Linked DNA regions of Ovis aries: region 2 is linked to region 1. Evidence: chromatin contacts called from public Hi-C data. All regions are on one chromosome and are shown on one strand. The core of a region is the stretch at or near the end of the contact, and the rest is flanking DNA. Distances in the headings are between cores, read along the strand shown.

The links. A called contact is a pair of places that touch in the nucleus more often than the background predicts.
Region 2: a Hi-C map of liver shows a contact between it and region 1, with 11 times the contacts expected there. The contact joins the enhancer-like site here to the promoter of SOX6 in region 1. A contact is called at or near these places in 8 of 16 Hi-C or Micro-C datasets (hypothalamus, liver, mesenteric adipose tissue and 4 more).

Annotation. Positions count from the first base shown.
Region 1 is chr15:35,555,767-35,562,526 of ARS-UI_Ramb_v3.0, reverse strand. It overlaps SOX6 (SRY-box transcription factor 6), which reads right to left and starts at 3,925. Exons shown (of 18, transcript XM_060399843.1): 1 at 3,794-3,925. It overlaps LOC132657869 (a long non-coding RNA gene), which reads left to right. Exons shown (of 2, transcript XR_009596624.1): 1 at 1-1,279; 2 at 1,603-3,657.
Region 2 is chr15:36,625,178-36,631,937 of ARS-UI_Ramb_v3.0, reverse strand. No RefSeq gene overlaps it. Among named protein-coding and RNA genes, the nearest start is that of INSC, 600 kb to the left of the region's middle. Within about 2 kb of position 3,832, at least 41 of the 54 cell types and tissues checked have an H3K27ac peak or open chromatin away from gene starts, as enhancers often do. A contact at or near this core is called in hypothalamus, liver, muscle and 1 more, where this site is marked.

The DNA.
Region 1 (6,760 bases), core at 2,676-5,175:
CGTACTGAGATATAGCACTGGACCACAGAAGTGAGTCATGGCAGAAACAGAGAAGAGAAAGAACAGGGGCTAAAGCAGACCAAGAAGAAGGAAAGGAAGGTGAATATGAGAATAAATAATAAGGATGAAGAGAAGTAATCAAAAGAGAGTGAAGAAAGAGATGCAGGAAGCAGAGATCATGGAAACATACAGGTTAACAGGATTTCAGTAAATAGAGGAAAAGGACCTTATTTTAAAAGATGGAGGAAGAGCAACTGAAAGAAAAAGGAATTGATACAGGAGATTCTTAACATATGTAGAGGGCCATATTCTGGAGGCCATGTGGAATATGGAGTTTATGGGTTAAAATTATTATGAATAACAAAACATGTACAAACTACCAAGGAAAAAATTGATTATACCTTTACAATGATAAGCTAAATAGTCCCACATTTATTATAGGGTTAAGTTTGTGTTACACAGAATTGGGTGGGTGATATATGTGTATTACCTCAACTTTGTAGAGGAAAAAATTTGGAGAAACAATTTCAAGATGGGTGGCTGGGAAGCTGTAAAAGATGAAGAGTTTCAGTCACCCGAGACAGCATTTTGCAAAAACATGTAAGTCAGATAGAGAAAATTATGTTTAACCACCCCCCCCCATAAAAAAAATCTACACAAATTAAAGATTCTCTTTGATGTGGGTGTGTAGGGTAGATAAAAGATTTGAAGGGTATAGGGTGGCCTAATGGAACAGAGACCTGGAATTTTATCTCAGTGCAAAAAAACCTGGGGGACTGGGAGGGGAGAGAATAATCATGATGTCAGGTAATAGAGATACAGAACAAAAGAAATAGATGAGAACACTAGCTTTGACAACAGCAGACACAGAGCTAACAAGCAGCCAGTGTGCACAAGGTGATGTTGGCCTGCCTTAAGCCAGGCCCAAAGAAATAGATCTGAGAAACTAAAGTTAGTGGAAAGTCCAAATTACATCAAGATTAAAAGCTAAGAGACGGGTTCTGACACGATCAGTGTAAACCTACAGAGATTTGTGGAAGTGAGGTCCTTGCTATGTAGAAATTGATATGAGAGGGCCACTTTGAGGCATTACATAAGCAGGGAATTTGTGAAAGAAGATAAGGACAGGAGAGAGGAGTTGGGAATTAGAGCTAGAAAAATAAAAAAGTTCATGTAATCTAAAGTTGCCAACTTGAGGAAGACCTTCACAGATCAAGTGATAAAAGATACAGAGGAGAAAACCTCATCTTTGTTCCACTAACTGAAGAAAATGGAGAAAGTAAGTAAACGCAGAAGAGGTACCAAGCTGAGATGTCTGTTAGTCATATGTTGGCTTCTTAAAGTATACTCCATGTTTGGTTTAATATAAACTCCAGACAAGAGAAGGAAAAGGATAGAAATAAGGGTCGGGATGAGCACCTAGGGTTGGTGGGACAGAAGGAATAGCCCCACTAATAGGAATAGCTCATCTCCTATCCCAGCTGGGAAAGATGATGCTTGAGGACTGGAAGCTTGAAGACTGCAAGTTAAAATGACTTGATGACTGTTGGCTGAGAGGACAACAGTCCCCAACCAGAAATCTTGTGTCCCTTTCACCCACAGAGACCTTCATGCCTGGAAAAATCTGCCTGGAGAGGCCAGAGCCTAGAAGCCAGTGAAAAGAATGCCTGGCACCTTTCCTGCCAGCTCCTTCACACCTGGTCCCAAAACTCCCAGAAGTGCTCCTTGACTCAGAGGCCCAACGGGCAAACCCAGACTGGTGTTTCTATACTAGACAAGAGTCAAATCTCTTCTGGGTTTTGATTTTGTCTTTGTTTTAGTTTGTTTTTGTGAATGAGTGTGGCCTGGCCCAGCTGTCCTTCCAAAGCCTCTCTCTGGCCCTGGAACTCAACTACAGGAGCAAAAATTCTCTGGAAATCTTATAAAGGGCAAATTGAATGACCCCTCCTAAATGCCTGCAGAGTTAAAGCAGAGAGAAGAGGGGATAATTTTAAGTCCCAAAGCCTGAATTCTCAGGGTAGAGCCACCGATAGAGGTGAAACATCCCAGACTGAAACGCTGGGGCCGACTTGGGTTTCTCAAAGTTGTGGTAAGTTTGGCTTTACAAGTACCAGCGTATGAGTTCTTTAAATCACCCAGCATTGGGAAATCTGGGGAATAAGACAGACTCCCCCGACCAGGTACAGGCTGTTGGCAGAAGGCCAAAAAAAAGGCGACATTATCAAGATCTCCGGCGTCCAAGGCCCTAACACTGGGCCGCGGTGGACCTTCGGAGGAGGAACGGCGAAATCCTCTTTAGATTTTATCTAATAAACTGATAACCAAAGTAGATTGATAAGGCGGAATCCCGAGCCAATCGCAACATTAATCCCTAAAGGAAAGAAACTAAAGTTTGGGGTCTTGATGCCGCACTTCAGGCTGTGCATGGGTTGACACGTGGCCCTCGGGGGCGGGAGTGAGCCCTAAGAGTTTCCTTTCAAGCCACAGGCGCTGCAGTACAGAGCAGGGGGCAAGGCAAAGAGCGCTGCAGAGGGTTGAAGTGCTGGACTCTCCACCTGGTCTGCACTGGCCTGCGGGCTCCAGGAAGTTCCGAAAGGAGCCCAGGACACCCAGGCACCGTGGCCAGATCCCGGCACACTAGGGCTCACTTTCCCTGGGGGTCGGAGCCCCGCGCTGCGCAAGAAGCCCGGCACCGAGCACCGGGAACCAGGGAGGGAAGGCGGGGCAAGCGGTGGGAGCAGACTTACCTGCCCGCAGCTATCGCTGCCTCCGAGCTGTCCGGGTGTCCCTGCGCACGACAACCAGCAAAGACAACTCGGCTTTGCTAAGTTTGGCCTCGCACCTCCAGAGAAGAGGCGCGAACCGGCAAATGAAAGGCGCGCTCGGTTCCTGGAGAGAGGTCCCCCTGAACTTGGGAAGGGGAGCGCAATGAATTCTGCTCGAGAAGTTAATATTTAAAGCACCCACGCAAAAATCAAAACGACTGTTAAAGACTCGTATTCTCGCCTTGAAAGTCTCCTTACACCAGCCGGGAGGACAATTCAGATCTACATGACTTCATCCTAAGGTTCTAACTTCTTTGAGGAAGGGCTTTATAGGTACTGTATAAATAGTACAAATATAAATGTCTTCCAAAACACGGAGAATGAGAACTTTTACTGAAACGAAGAATAAGTGAAAGAGTATAAAAAGCCAAAAAGGAAGAAGTTGGAAACTTTAATTACAGCCCAGAGAAAACTTTTAGCAATTGATTTCCTTAAACAGGAATAACAAACACACCAACGACTCCAGCAGCCCATCGCACTTCATTTAAGTTTGGTGTAACCAAATAACCCGAACTCCCAAATAACAGTGCCCTTGGGACTCTGCCTCAGAGGTCGGAACTCGTGTTTCAACAACAAAAGCAAAAAAGCAAACTGTGAATAATGCTCTGCGTTCTTTAAGACGTCACTTTGCAAAAGGACCAGGCATTGTCCCTGGACTTTAAATGGATAGAGAATAACATTAAATTTCATTTGAATCTGCGCATCATCATATTGGGAAGACCACAAGCGGTAGCGACAGTAGCAGCAGCAGCACCGCCACAAAGGAGGTGGGGAAAAGTGGTAAAAATGCATGAACTTTTTTCAAAGAAAAATAAAGATAAATCAAAAATAAGTTTTACAGACATGTCTTTCCTGGCTTAGGAAAGTTAATTTTTAAATGTTCTCCTGCTGTCTAAGGTGCAAAGCCGAGTCTAGGGGACTGCGTGGCTGGAATCTGCATGCTGATAAGAGAAGGCTGATGTACTTACAGTGACAGAGGGCAGGCTGCGGGAGAAAAGCTGTTTGTGTTAGCCTGCGAGCTACCCAGGGCTGCAGTGAGAGCAGAAGGGAGGAGTGGGAGTGCCAGTCTGCGTACACCTTCACCGCGTCTCATTACATCTGCCAGCCTCTCTCTCCCTCTCTCTTTCATTTCCACATTCCCTTTGTTCCTGAAAAAAAAATCTACACGTCACATCAGAGTCCCCAGATGCAGTCTACACCAAAGAAAAAAAATGAATAATTCAATCAAACTGTGCATAGTCTCTAAGGCAATAAATCTATTGCACTTAAAGAAACGAAGGGTAATTACCACCATGGAATTAGAATAAGGCCAAAGACCCGAGATGTCGTTAAGTCTCTGGGTAAACGCCCCGGTCAAATAAAGTTTCATTTATTTAATCCTTTTGACATCTCAAATGGAAAGTCAGAGAAAGATTTTAACTTGTTTTAGAAGGATATTCACTTATCTTTAAACACATTTTTAGAAGGGGGCGGGGGGGAAGAAGGGGAGAAAGCACCTCGGGTGTACTATCCTGCTGAAAAGGCTCCCAAAGGCAGCAGCACAGAGCGGGCACAAACATGAACCAAGACAATGTGTCCGTGGAGCCTGTCCAGGGTCAGTTTCTCTGCCACTCCACCCTCCTCCTCTCCTCTCTAATTAGACGAGGATCGAGGATCGCTCTCCACTCTCACCGGCCACCACCGAAGCTCGACTGAGAGCAGCTGGAATCTGGGAACACTACCTGCAGCACCAGAACCTAAGAAAAATCGCGATTCCCTGCCACCAACATCTCATGCCATCCCCATGCACCCCTCCAAGCCCGTAATCATCTACTTCTTCCATCTGCCTAAGAGAAACTGTAAAAGGGATTTCCACCCCCCCCCCCCCATGACTGAATGGAAGCTCTGTACTGTACCGACTTCTGGATTTGCCCTGGGTTGAGTTTAGGGAATGTCTGGAAAGAAAAAAGGGGGGGAGGAAAAAAGGAGGGGTGCAGCTCAAGCCTTATCCAAGTTACTCATAAAGCTTTTAGACAGGAAAGAGCCTACGGGAGAAACAGCTGGGATGCACACTGACTTGGAAATCTCAGTTCTAGGAACCGTGTCTTTTCATCCCGGAGGTAAGATTATGTGACTCTCGCACGTTTATCCTTTTGCTGTCTGTGTGTCTCTCTTACCCACCGGCAGGGACCTCTCCCAATCGGGTCAGCCAGCATGCACCCTAGAGAAGGACACAGCACGACATAAGGCTTTCTTTTCCAGGTCTCTCCACTCATAAATTGTGGGCGTCATTGAAACGAGATTAGCAAATCTTTTACCGCTGGCGACAGCCACCAGACCCTCTGTCCCTCTGCTGTTGCACCCTGGTCGCGGCATCTCGGGCTGCACAATGGTCCGGAAGACCTAGCCTGCCGGGTCGCCTATCCTGAGAGTTCAGGTGATGCAGGGAGAATCTCGGCGTCCCAAACGGGTTCCGCCGAGAGTTTCCACTCAATACCACCCCCCGCCGCCTCTGTGCGTGCGGTGGCACGCACCCACAGACACACATAGACACGTACACGTTTTGCCATTCTGGCCGAACTCTTCATCTAAACTCAAGTCTCTTTAACAGTCAATTCAGTCCGCTTGAGAGCAGCGGGAAAACTAGGATGATACGTGGATGAACCGCGAGGGTGCCAACCGTCTGGCTTGGCCGAGCTTTGTTTACGTGCCTAAGTCGCCACCTTGAGGTCGAGCCGAAGACTGCGCCCGGCTCCCGGCTGTTGAGACCAACCCGGCGGACACCGGCCCCTCAGTCTTGGCGAATGCCGTGGACCGCTCGAAAGAGAAGCAAAGGGAGGGCACCTCTCAAGCGGACGGTCTGAGCAAAGCAAGACCTGTCCTCTGAGACCCGGGTTGAGAGGAGTAAGGGCTAAAACTGCAGGTTAGCTGAAACCAATAGCAGGGAACCGAACGAAGGAGCACTCTCCCAGCAAAGTGCAAAACCCGGGACCAGTCTGCAGATGCAAGGCAGGCGCTTCTGCCCTGAAACTTCAAGCACTAACTCCCAGGGCAGTAGCAAAGGGTTGGAAGCAGCTTCGGAGAGGTGTAGCAGTAGCTCGGGTCCTGTCTGAGGACCAAGCTCCCTTTTGCGGCCACCTCGGCTCAGCTCGGACTTCGTACTCCCACGGGCTCCTCTCCCGCTTGTTGTCTACCCTCGGGGCCGGAAACAAAGGGATTCAACGACTCAGCTAGACCCGAGGTCACTTAGCAAGGGGATTCCAGGATAGAACTACATGAAGGAGAGGGATGTGTTCAGGCAACCTGGCCGTCTGCAGCGACGACTGGATACTTAACGCTATAGCCGCCCATTTCTCAGAAAAACAGTCCTTCTGATTGTCTAACAATGGATTAGGTAAAATAATAGTGATTGTTAATTATATCAGCGATTTCCAAGTTTCCCACCCATACCTCTATTGAAACCCTTTTTCCGCAAACCGTTCTTCCTGTATTCACGTCTTGCATTATAAGGATACCAGGCTTAAGAATACCCTAGCTAAATTCTGAAATAACTTGTGGTTGTTCTTTGTTGTGCCTGGACACTGCCTCCAAGGCATGGGGACGTCTGCAAGGCCACTGCAAGTCCCATCTCTTCTGTGAAATGTGCCCTAAAGCTGTCCTGGGAATTTCCCTGTTACTTGGGTACACAGACATTGTTTAATAGTAATGCTTTACAAAAGGAGAAGAATAATTTGATTTGTCTCCAGAAAAAGGACACTCAGGAACTATCTTGTGCTATATGAGGCTATAAATCACTCCTTGCTAATACCGACTGGGGCCTTTCAGTAGTTTGGTCAGAATAACAAGAACAGTAGTAGCAGCAGAAATACATTTTATAAAGAGAATCACAGCGACCTAATGCTGATGATGGACAACAGGAAATGTCTTTTCAAAGAAGAGAAGCAACAGGCCCCCAA
Region 2 (6,760 bases), core at 2,583-5,082, 1.1 Mb before region 1:
TTGCAGACTCTTTGCAGTTCTATGGACTGTAGCTGCCAGGCCCCTCTGTCCATGGAGTTCTTCAGGCAAGAATACTGGAGTGGGTTGCCGTTTCCTTCTCCAGGGGATCTTCTCGACCCAGGCATCGAACATGGGTCTCCTGCATTGTGTGCAGATGCTTTACCCTCTGAGCCACCAGGGAAGCCCATATTAAGGGGGATAATATAGTAAAATACCAGGAACATATTAGGATCTGAAAAAGTGCATGTAATCTTTTGAACTTGGAGTCAGAGCTCATGGTCCACTCATATTTCTACCATGAACCTGGTTCAAGTTCTAACACAGAGTAGGTTTTCAATGAATGCTCAGTGGAAAAAAAGGTCACAATACCAGCTAATGGGAAACTCTTTATCACTTGGCCTTAAGGGTTCTGTCAAGGGTTTTGATACCATACACACTTTAACAACATACCCCAATAGCAATTTAATGAGCCCTTAACTCTGTCAATCACTGTGCTAAGCATTTTACATTTGTTATTTCATCAAATAACATCTGACTCCATTGTGTAGATGAGAAAGGGAGACCTAGAGATGCTGAGCATCTTGTTCAAAGTCCCATTGTTATTAAGGGGCAGAGCTAGAGATAGAACAACTGAGCACAATTCTGAGATCAAAGCACCTCTCAACTGTAAAATTTCTGATCGGCAGAACAGGTTCCACCAGGAAATGTGTGGCTTCTCCCCACCCCAACCTCACCTTATGCAAATGCTAGGGAGAGTCAATATCACCCTACTCCTGATGGGACTGTAGGCTCACAGAGTTAGAGACAGAAAAGATTAGGTAATGAAGTGTTGATGAGGTTCAGTTCTGCAGTCTTATAGATGCTGTCATGCAGGCCCAGAGAGGCTTCTTGACTTACTCAAGGTAACACAGCATGAGAGTGATAGGCTCCATGTAAGGGTTCTTGGCTCTCATGATATGGTTCTTACATTAAGACACAAACAAACATTAAGAAAAACAAGTTGTCTTCTATTACTCTACCTTCACTTTTTTGAAACCTTCTCCCTGTACCAACTTTCTCCTTCTCTCTCTTTCTTAAAATTCATTACTTATTGGCTTAACAAATATTTATTCAGGCATGTAGTGAAGTAAGTTAGATTCAGAGAAGAGACAGGAATTTAGGGATAAATAAAAGTTGAGGAGCAAGAAAGAAAAAAGAAAAAGAAAGGAACATTTAAAAAAAGGAGCAGCAAAAGTAGAAAGAAAGCAAGTGGGGAAAGGAAAGGGACAGAGAGGAAGGAAATAAAGAGAAAATATTAACTGAGTACACTCTTCTAAGCATGTTACATGTATTTATTTAAACTAAACAGAAACCCTATGAGGGGTCACTTTCATTATCCCCATTTTACAGCTGAGGCACTTTGTGGCACAGAGACCTTAAATAAATTGCTCAAAGACAGATAGCTTGAAGGTGGCAAGGCCAACACATAAACCAAGCAGGTTTGGCTCCAGAGACCTTGCTGGGGCCCACGAAGTGTTTTTGTTGACATATCCTTCAATTGCCCTGATGGCCACTGGAAGGGAAGTAGAGGCCAAAGGTAGGCACGACAGTGTTCCTGAGAGTCATATCATCTTTCTCCATAGTTATTTTCTGGAGAAACATCCTCACATGATTTGTCATGAACCATCAGCCCCAGGGCACGAAGAGAGGCCTGCACTGCTCATGGGTCAGTGGACAGAGCAGCTGGAACAGGGAAAGGTTATGTGACTTAGAGCCGGAGAGCAGAGACTTAGCTGAGTGCCTGCCACTCTCTAGCTGTGACATATGACGAGTCAATTCACCTCTTCAGCTACATGGTTCCCCCTCTGGAGGATGGGAATAATAGTCAGATCTACTTAGGTAGTTTATAAAATCAAAAGGCAAACCCAAAACAAGTCAAACATAGCCATCAACCCTCCTCTGCTTATTTTGTGCAGATGTCTGTTTAAAACGAAAGAAATTGTGTGGGAGGCTGGTTGTTAGGAAGAGGATGACAGAGAGCACCCAAAGAGGAAGAAAGGCTTAGGAGATGAGCTCTCTGTGGATAACACTAAGGGAATGGAATGTTTGGGAAGAACTGGAAAGGGCCCAGGTGATATTTAATTGTCTCTGGAATAAACAAATGGTTATAGTCATTCATTCATTCAATAAATATTTATTAAATGTATCCCATGTATCCCATGTATCCCAGTCCCAGCACTAGACACTGGGGTACAGTGGTTTGAAGAATGAATATCATCCTGATTTTCATAGCGCTTGCTGTCTGCAGAGTCAGACACTGAACAAATACACACAGAATTTAAACACATTATTGCAAATGGTGACATGTGCTGTGAGGCAAAGGAAAAGAAGAATTTTCTGTAAGAGAGAAAAACAGCATTGGGCTGGTGGGGACACACTAGAAGACTAGATAACCTACCTTCCCTGTTTTCCCTCACCACCCTCCCTCCCACCACCCACCAATAGCTATTCAAAAGATTACAGGCCTCTTCTCCCTACAGGTTTGTATTATCTTGGCTCAGTGAGTATCTTAGTCTATTCAGGCTGCTTTAACAAAATGTCATAAACTGAAGTAGCTTATAAACAATGAATATTTAGTTCTCACATTTCTGGAGTGTAGGAAGTCCAAGAGCCTAGTGTTGGCAGATTCAGGAGCCAACTCCTTATTGATGACATGGGGAAACCATGTCTTCTCACTGTAACCTCCCATGGGGAAAGCTGCAAGGGAGCTTTCTCGGGCCTCTGTTATAAGGGTATTAATCCCATTCATGAGGCTCTGTCCTCATGACCTCAGCTCCCAAAGGTCCCACCTCTTAATACCATCCCTTTGTGGGTTAGGATTTCATCATGTGAACTTGGGAGACACAGACATTCAGACCATAGCAATGATTTCAATATGTGAATTTGGGGGACACACAATTTAGACCATAGCAATGATTTCAACATGTGAATTTGGGGGACACACACATTTAGACCATAGCAATGAGCAGTCTTTTGAATGCCAACAAAAATATGTGCACGTGTCCCCAGGTGGCAGGCTGCTTTCATCAGCAGCCTTCTTTGATGGGCTTCCTGCATATCATTATCATTTCTACTTCTACAGATTAAAAAGAAAATCACAAAAGTACAATGACTTGTCTAAGAAGACACAGCCAGTAAGACCGCACTAGGGGTGAGGAAGCATGTTCTCAGGGAGGGTGACTTGAGAGATCCTGACGGTATGGAGAAAGAAGGCAGAGGGCAAGCTTGATTCAGAATCGGTCAGACTTCCAGGACAGGTGAAATTCTAGCCCTTTGGAAGCTAGAAACAGGGACAACAACTAGTCTCTGGAAGACCTGCGACTGCTTCAGGTGAGTGACCAGAAATAGCCCTTCAAACCCAGAGGCAGGATTTTCAGATCTTTAAACGGAGCTGTGGACAGATGTTGAGGGAGTGGCTTTTCCTAATACTCCTGTTTTTGGGGGGAGAGGGGGCCTCAGTCACCCCTATAACAGTGCAAGCCGGAGAACCGGCCTGGCTAAGTTACTCCCACACAACTGCGAAACGACACTCAAAAAGAACAGAGCGTGAAAGGGAGGCTCCAGGCAGAGGGACCTGAGCGCTGTTCCTGTGCCGGCCCCAGTCGTGAGCCGGCCTGGGGGTCAGCCCCTCGCCAGGGCGGCTTCAAAATCCTGCAGCGCCCGGCCCTGCAGTTCCCAGATGCGGACAGTAGGTGGCAGTGGGTCGTGAGAAATCTCGGTCCTCTCCGGGCCGGGGCTCTGGAGACCCAGCCGGGAGAAAAACGTGGCTGGGCTTCGGCCGCGCCGGCTAGAAACGCCCCCGGGGTGGGGCGAGCGGGCAGTCCCGGGACCCGCGCGGCTCCAGCCTCGGCCGAGGTCAGGGAGGACCTGAGAGGCAGCGCCTGGAGCCGGACATGGCGGGCTCCCTGGGGCTCCCGCTGCCAATGCGACTGTGCTCTCACGGGGGGCCCTTGGGGACCCTGCACCCTCGTGAAGCCCTGCCCACTGCCTCCCCAGCCAGAATGTGTGCCCGGCGTGGGAATTTATTTCCTCCGCAAATAACTTTTTTTTTCAACTGAAGAAACTGCTGTTCAGAGAGGTTAAGGGATTGCTGTAGCCACAGAGGCGTCGTGGGCTGTGAGGATTAAAACCCAGTCCCGTCCGATGAGTCGGTGCTTTCTTCTACTGTACCCATACCCGGTACAGGTTCCCCTTGCCAGAACGTCTGGGTATAACGCGGGGTGGTCTCTGGAAGCGTTTAAAACCCATGGCTCAGCCGCAGTGTGGTCCAGGCCGGTTCTGACTCCACTCTGAGGTCGTGCCCAGCGAGGGGAGTCGCTGCGGTGGCCTCTGGGTGGCCTTCCGAGTGCCCCAGTTCGCTCCCCGTCCCCTAACTGCACACCAACCCCCTGTCCGGCATCCGGCCCGCCATCTCCCAGCGAGGACCCTGACAGAGCTGGCCCCTCCTCTGTCCGCCTCCTCTAATAAGTAATCCTGGGTCTCAGCCCCTCTCACAACCTCTGACATTTTAAAGCACTTTTGCTCTTGAGAATTCGTTAGATCTTTACAACCACCCGGCGAGGCTGGCGGAGCAGGGCTGTTTATATTTACAAAAGAGAAAACAGAGGCTTCGGAGAAGGGATTTGCAGCCTGTGCGTGGCTGAGCGGGTCTCGAACCCCCAGGTCTTCCCAGCGGCCTCCCTAGACCGGGCGGGAGCAGGGGTGCTGGTGAGAGAGTTCTCCCGGAGGCGAGGCCGCTCCCGCCTGTTCTTCCTCTGCCGACGGTGGGCGGGAGGGGAGCAGCGGACAAATTAATTCACGCTATCTTTACATTATGTATAATGCCGCATGATTTTATTTTGCTTCATTCCCGAAATCTTTTACAGTAATTAGTATCCGAGTAAAATATAAAAATTAATGCAATATAACACTTTAATGGTAATAATACACCATCCTGTCTAATTAATAAAATCTGTTGTTTCCAAGCACGATTATTTATTTGACAAATTGATAGCACACATCCTGTTCATACCCTCTTTCCCGGCTCCCATCCTTTCAGTTTATTGAATAAAATTGTAGCAGGAAAATAAACAGATTGTCCTCTGACCTGACAAGCAAGTGAGAAATAAACCCCTCACTCATACATCTCTAATTGTTCTCAACAATATTCTCTAACACATGTCCAAGTTGGTTAGAAATGAATCTCAATTTCCCCTTCTGTTTTTTTTTTTCCCCCTTAATAATTGTATTTCATTATAGGGAAAAGAGATCTCCCCGCCCCCCCCCCCCCACCCCACCCCACCCATCCTTAGGGTAGTGTTTGTATTGGGCCAGTTGGGGAAATGAATTTTGTCACTGCCTTCAGAGATTCTGACGGCTCGCTGACAGAGCGATTGCTCCAGGCTCTTCGGAGAGAGGAGGTCTGGGCTGCTCTGAGCTACTGCTGCGGAGGAACGCTGAGCCCACCTCGCAGGCAGCAAGAGAGGATCAGAAAGGAAGCAAGCAGAGAGGGAGTTTCCTGGTGTTCTGCTGGTTAACATTCCAGGTTTTCACTGCCATGGTCTGGGTTCAATCCCTGGCCAGGGAAGTGAGATCCCACAAGCAGAGTGATTGGGCAAAAAGAAAAAAAAAAAAGAGAGAGAGAGAGAGAGAGAGAGAAAGGAAAAAAAAAGGAATAGGGAGTACACGCTGGGAGAATTGTCAAGAGGAGTTGGGAAAACAAAGCCGTGAGAAGGGTTTGGGCAGTATACTCAGGCCTGGCAATATTTGTGGGTAGGGGCTGAAAAACAACGTCCTGTGTTACTGTGTCTGGGAAACTTGGGATGAAACACTGATCTAATTACAAACCCAAACGTGTATTATTTTATGTAGCACAGGGACATTTTATATGCTGTGAAAGTATGAAAGCATTTTAAGCTATAAATAGGGACGCCAAAGCAGAGATAGAGACACACAGACAGATGGAGAGAAAGACACAGAGAAAGAGCAAGACAGAGAAAGAAAAAAAAAAGAGGCAGACTCACCATCTGAGGGTTATTTTGCAGCGTTTTTCTCTGAAAGTAACATTGTGATGTGATCTGTGTTTGAGAGAAAGCTATGTTGTACCCAGCTTTCAAGCTACATTTGCTGTAATAAAAAAGGAAAAATCTCCAAGTGTGCAAAGGGAAAGAAAGTCACCCTCTCATGGAAGCTGGCCTTAGTACTCAGGCAGAAATGTACATACCTGAACACACACATACACGTGTGTGTGTGTGCGTGCTCTCTCTCTCTCGCTCTCTCTCACACACACACACTTACCCAATCCATGATTGGGTCTCCAGTGTCCTTTCTGCTGAAAAACTCTATGATCTGATGTGCACCAGGCACCCATGGACAAAGAAGTTTGGCAGGCTACAGTCCATGGGCTTGAGAAGAGTTGGACACAACGGAGCAACTAAGCACAGAGCACAGGCCCAACACACACACACACACACACACTGCAGACACAGTGACATAGGACAAAGGCACACACACCCTGCTGAGCCCAGGCCACTGCACCAATGCACTCTCGCTCCATGGCTAAGATTTCCTAGGCCCCCTGCCCCCTCTGAAGTCTCAATGTGTGTTTGTCGCTCAGTTATGTCCAACTCTTTGTGACCCTATGGACTATAGCTTGCCAAGCTCCTTTGTCCATGGCATTCTCCAGGCAAGAATACTGAAGTAGGTTGCCATTACCTTCTCCAGGAAATTTTCCCTACCCAAG